Regions from separate parts of the Mus musculus genome. Here region 2 is linked to region 1. A link is a contact called in public HiCAR-type data. All regions are on one chromosome and are shown on one strand. Each heading gives the region's core, a stretch centred on a gene start, on an enhancer-like site or on the middle of the called end of the contact. The rest is flanking DNA. Distances are from core to core; before and after follow the strand shown. Region 1 overlaps Irx1 (Iroquois homeobox 1). Region 2 has its middle 27 kb from the start of Gm30154.

The links. HiCAR-type assays count read pairs that join an accessible place to other places.
Region 2: a contact with region 1 is called in a HiCAR-type map of astrocytes, with 5 times the contacts expected there. The contact joins two enhancer-like sites. A contact is called at or near these places in 3 of 39 promoter capture datasets (embryonic stem cells, hippocampal neurons and liver), 3 of 484 Hi-C or Micro-C datasets (cardiomyocytes, embryonic fibroblasts and embryonic stem cells) and 3 of 115 datasets of contacts at active chromatin or transcription factors (astrocytes, embryonic hindbrain and embryonic stem cells).

Annotation. Positions count from the first base shown.
Region 1 is chr13:71,958,243-71,960,942 of GRCm38.p6, forward strand. Irx1 (Iroquois homeobox 1) reads right to left here. Exons shown (of 4, transcript NM_010573.2): 2 at 1,008-2,043; 3 at 659-731; 4 at 1-431. The coding sequence ends at 374. Among named protein-coding and RNA genes, the nearest start is that of Irx1, 4.1 kb to the right of the region's middle. Within about 2 kb of position 1,374, at least 28 of the 459 cell types and tissues checked have an H3K27ac peak or open chromatin away from gene starts, as enhancers often do.
Region 2 is chr13:73,158,496-73,161,310 of GRCm38.p6, forward strand. No RefSeq gene overlaps it. Among named protein-coding and RNA genes, the nearest start is that of Gm30154, 27 kb to the left of the region's middle. Within about 2 kb of position 1,381, at least 74 of the 459 cell types and tissues checked have an H3K27ac peak or open chromatin away from gene starts, as enhancers often do.

The DNA.
Region 1 (2,700 bases), core at 124-2,623:
ATTTAGTTTATTAGACAAAAATATATGATTTAAACAAGTTCGCTGACGCGCTATTTACAATCTGAAATCACGCTATATACAGAAAGGGGAAAAAAGAAACAAAGAAGACACAAACACAGAAGTGGGAGGGGGGCATTTACCGAATCGGATAATCAATCCGAGCGGCAGGCTGAGCCTTACTCCCCCCTTCCCAAGCGCTTAGGCAGGATGAGCCCCTTTCTGCAGAGAGCGATGTGTGAGAATCACTGACGCTGCCGTCACGTTTGTCCTTTACACAAGTCTCAAATATTTGTCTTAATTCTTCCCTCGTCTCCTCCCCCCCAACCCCTCCCCCTCCCCTCCCCCCGCAAAAGTAAAAGATGACCCCCCTTAATCAGGCAGACGGGAGGGCTGCGAGGATCCGAGGCGTTCCCTCCTGCGGGGCCAGCGAGCTGTATGAGAAACAGCAAGAAGACACCAGCAATGAGTAAACAGATCCAGCGCCACCGAGCCCCAGCCTCTTCGGGCAGAGCCCGGGCTAGAGCTAGACCGCCTCCCAACAGTCTCCCTGCTCCAGAGAACTGGAGCAAGCTAGGCGGGTAGTGCTCTCCAATTAGGACTTTAGGACCCTCACCGCTACTTCCATCCCGCCCCAGGGCAAAAGCTAAAAAGCACTCACTTGTCGCGCACCGGCTGGAAGGGCGACTTTAACTGTTGTGGGGGCGAATCCGGTCTGGTGACTAGGTCTCTCTCTGCAAGGAAAGAGATTTGCAAGATTAGGAAAAGGGTTAGGTAGTGGGGTGTTCAGGTTGGAAGGGTTTCTATGCCCAGATTCATATTTCCTGTGACCAATGTCTACCCTTATACCTCCGTGGAACAAGCCCTTGGATACAGCTCAGTGCCTCGGTGAGACCTAGGCCTAGCTACTACATTAAGCCTCCCCTACCCACCACCACTATCACTCACTCATCTCTAGGTCTCTGTATGTCCCAGACCAAATAAGTAGATGCGACCTTTTGGCTCGGTACCTGGAAGTGCAGGACTGCTGCGTGCGGAGGCCTTCTCACCATGGAGCACCCCGGTGGCAACCTGGACTGGCGGCTGTGGAGGTGGTGGTGCTGTCAGGTGTGGGCCGTGAGGTGCTGCATGCGGCGCGCTGACGCCCAGGAAAGATCGCATGTTCAGCAGCGAGCCCTGTGCTAGGAACGCGCCGTTGGTCCAGTTGGAAAACTTGCCTATGTGACAGGTGTACAGTCCGTGGCTGGGTAGAAAGGCCGGGTGTTGCAGGGGTGAGCCGCTGGGCGGCCCGTGTGCGCTGGCGTGGCTTGAGGGTGGCGGTGGAGACGCCTTAGGCGCACCATCGGGGCTAGTGGCTGTCTCAGCCAGAGACCAGATCTTGGGCTTGCTGTGCGGCGCGCCCTGCAGGCCGACCGCCGCGGCGCCAGGACTCAGCAGGCGTGTGCTGCCGGGCTCTGAGACCTCCTTAACCAGGCCCAAGGGCGAATCTTGAGACTTGAGTGTCTCAGCAGCCGACAATGGGGAGCTCTGGTCCCGAGCTGAGGCGGGAGGGGCTACGCGCGCCCTAGGAGCCTCCGCCTTGTCCTCTTCGTCTTCGTTGCTCTGGTCGCCATCACGCTCGTCGATCTGATCGATGTCAATGCTCTCCAGGTCGATCTCCTCGTCGTCCTCGGCCTTCTCGGGGTCGCCCTCGGTGTCGCTGCCAAAGAGGGCGCCGTCTTCCTGGTCCTTGCTGCGCGCCCCCCAAGTCACCTTGTTCTCCTTCTTGAGGCGCCGGCGCGCATTGGCGAACCAGGTGGAGACCTGTGTGAGGGTCATCTTGGTGATAATGGCCAGCATAATCTTCTCTCCTTTGGTGGGGTACGGGTTCTTGCGGTGTTCGTTGAGCCAGGCTTTCAGCGTGCTGGTGCTCTCCCGCGTGGCGTTCTTGGGCCGTCCGGGATCCCCGTATTGAAACTGACCATAGGGATAATAAGCAGGCGTTGTGTGGGCTGCGAAGGTCGCTGGGTGCACCCCGGGGTTGTCCTTCAGTTCATACTGAGAGCCCTGAAGCAACCGTAGAGCAAGAGAGAAGAGAGAAAGAAGTAGAGAGAGAAAAGAAATGGGGAGAGATGAGTTTCAGGAAGCTAGGAAAGGAAGACCCGTGCTGCTGTGGACCCTGGGGGCACTTGATTCACCAGCTCAGAAAAGGAAAACGCGCGCGCGTGCTCACACACACACACACACACCACTACTTGGAGAGTCAAGGCAGCTGGAGTCTTAAACTGGATTGAAGGCATTGGGTCTCCACTAAACAGATTTTTAAAAAACTGTTGTTCACTCTAGAAAAACTTCTAGAAGCCTTGGATTTTTAGAACTCAGCGCAAGCCCTGCCCCTCCCCCTTCCCGAGTCTTCCCAGAACCCTTGGTTCCCCACACCACCCCTTCCCAAAATTCAAATTTTCAAGTTCAGCTTACACTAGCTGGAGGGGGAAAACCTTTTCTGTAGACTGATGAAACAGTTTCTCCAAAGTGAAGCACTCAGAATTCAAGGCCCCTCCTTCTCACCCTGAAGGACTCAATCAAAATAAACCATCCAGGGCACTCTTCAGTCTAAATTCACCACCAATTTAAAATGAAAGCAGAGCCCTCTTTTTGCCTCTCAAATTAATCTGCATATAATGGCTCACTCACACTTAGAGGTCTGTAGCGGTGACAGGTAAT
Region 2 (2,815 bases), core at 131-2,630, 1.2 Mb after region 1:
ACCTTGCACTTTGCAGGGACTTTTAAAAGGTCAGTGCTGCCTCTGAGTCAGACCTCAGTCTGGACCAGCTGCCACCAGAAGCCAGGAAGGAAGCTTTAGGTTTGCTCCACTCTTTGGAATGAGCTAACGTTGTGACTTCTTAAAATGTCAGCCTCGTACATTTACCCTCAAACACCACCAAATGTGTTCGTCACTCAGCAGGAGTCCACTTAGCCATGATGGTGCTCCACACCCTGACCCTGACCCTTCCACACCCCAAAGTCTAGGTACAAGGGTGGGATTTCAAATCCTTTATGTCTGGCCCTCTCTAAAGTCCATTGGTCCAATTCCTTGAAAATCTAGCGATTGGGATTAAAACCTTAAAAAAAAAAAAAAAAGCATTTGCAGTGTTGGTGTATGTGAGATCTAGAACTTTCTTTCAGTTTCTGACAGCTTGTTTGGTGGATGCCTAGAATGGGCCCGACGTCCTAAAATAATCTCATCACCACCCTGCCTGAGATAAAGGAATTCCCGTCTCCTATGAGCTCTGCCTGGTCCTGAGATCTCCCTGGCCCTCAGTATGGGCAAGAGGGGTCTAGGAGTGGCTTGAGGAGTCCACTGAAGACTTGGAGGGCCCACTGATGGTAACAAGACAGGATTTGGGTGTCTTAAGCCCTGTGTGTCCCTGGGGCCAGAATTCCCAAGTCCTCCCTTCTTCTGGCCAGAGCATCAGAACACATACTCCTTCGAATGAATGAGCACTTACCTGCCTGCCCAGGTCTGCTGCAGTGTCACACAGACTGACAGCTTTGCTTCATCCTCTGTAAGCATATAATGTTCTAACTCACTTTCCTCCTTTACAAAAAAAAAAAAAAAAAAAAAAAAAAAAACGAGAACAGGAGCAGAAACACATCACTAGATATAAAGGATTAAGAGTGATCGCTCGGTACCAAGACAAAGACTCCTGGGAAGGCTAGGAATGGACCCCTGTGGACCCCATCCATCCATGCATAGTGGCGAGGTCTGTTGCCCACAGCAGGGAGGGAGTTGCCAGAGTCCCACTAGGAGACAGAGCTAAGGTACTTCTGGTGGTTGTGGATGGAAACTAATGCAGTCAAATTTATGTTCAGCTTTGCGGACACTGCAGAGCCCGGTGAGGACCCCACCTTCCTAGGCTGGTATGGAATAAGAGAGGCCTTTAGCAGGAACCTCTCAGAAGCTCAGGCCTACAGGGAAGGGACACGGGAGCCAGAGGTGTCCCTGACAGTGATAAAGATGGGCGTGAAGAGGCGTCCAATTGACAAATTGTGGGATGAAGATCAAAAGCCCAGGGCCACTGCCTGGCTGCCTGGCATGGAAACACGCCTGTCACTCTGCTGAGACCTGCGTCTGGCTTCCCAGAGGCCCAAGAGGCTGTAACCCCTTCACACTTTACTGCTGGGAAGCTGCCTCTGTGATTTGACACATTAAAAACAAGTTCAGGCGGGGCTCCTCTCCAGCGAGATGGAACCTGGGAACGACAGGCTCTCTTCCCCCAGCTGAGCCACTCCTGCCTCCGTGCTTGCTAGCTCAAAGTAGAGCCTTACAAAAGGAATGGTCCGGAATGCTGGTGTGGAGCTGTACAATACTACCAGGTTCGCAGTGCTCTCCAATCTGGAGGAGAGAACAAAAGGAGCTGACAGAAGGCCTGCAGAGGTGTCTTTATAGTCTCGAGCTACTTCGAATTGTGAATCCGTGGGCCCTGGAAATTTCTCCTGGGAGTGCCTGGGGCCAGCCTCACATCAGCCACAGTGCTCACGCCCTACCTGGCCCTACCCAGTCCTGCTCCGCCTACTCTGCCCCTGACTGGTCCCAATCCTTGCCCCCTCTTTCCATCTGTCTCAATTTGAGTTCTCTCCGAACAGGCTGGGAACAACGGCGAGTCCGCGGACGGCCAGCAGAGGGCGCGCTGCCTGGAGCTCTCTGGGTCCTCAGCGGCGCGCAGCTCAGGACCCAGCTGGACTCTGCTGGGCCGTGTGGACCTGGCAGACCAGGCTCGCAAAGGGAGCCAAGGCGCCAGCCTGCGTCTGCTTGCCTGGGCTATAGAAAGCAGGGGGCGCAGCGGCATCCCGGGCGATGGCCCATGTGCAAGTCAAATGCATTTGTGCCACCTGTTGGCTTCCGGCTCACACTGCACGTACCTGGAAGTGGCTGCTCCCTCCAGCCCCTAGAGTCCCCTCCTGGGTGCACTTGCCATGGGGGTTCAGTCTGCCTTCGTGACAGCCTGAAGACGTATTTCTTTTAAGATTGCAGCATTTCTGAATTTGATTCTTAATCCAGTACTTAATCTAGTTTCATGAGTTTAGATTAATGTCATGAAAGCCTTGTAGATTAATTTGCTGGTGGTTTTTCAAGTTCAAGAGGACTTGGCTTCCAGCGAAGTGAAAATAACTATGGTAGAAAATTGGGGTCCTCTTGTCTACCCACGTGCATTTGGGTTCTTTTTAATGAATGCATCTTTTAAAATACTATAAGCTATAAGACATGCTTAGTCGATTACCTTAGAAATGAACACAAAGAACAATGTGGAATTCAGAGTCACTGGCAGTAAATTTTGTGAACAGTATCAGTGTAGTGTCTGAGCTGGTGTCTCAGCAATTGTGCCTTGTCCGTGCGGTCCAACCTGGGGTTCAGACGCTCCTAGAAAGATGACCTGGAACCCACAGTGCTGATCAAATCTGCATTACTACCTCATAAAGAAGGGAGAGATGGGAGGGCCCTTAGAACAAACTGTTTTTTTTTTTTTCCTGTTCCAGGATCGCAGCCAGTCTATGTGATCTATGGGGCTTGTGTCTGT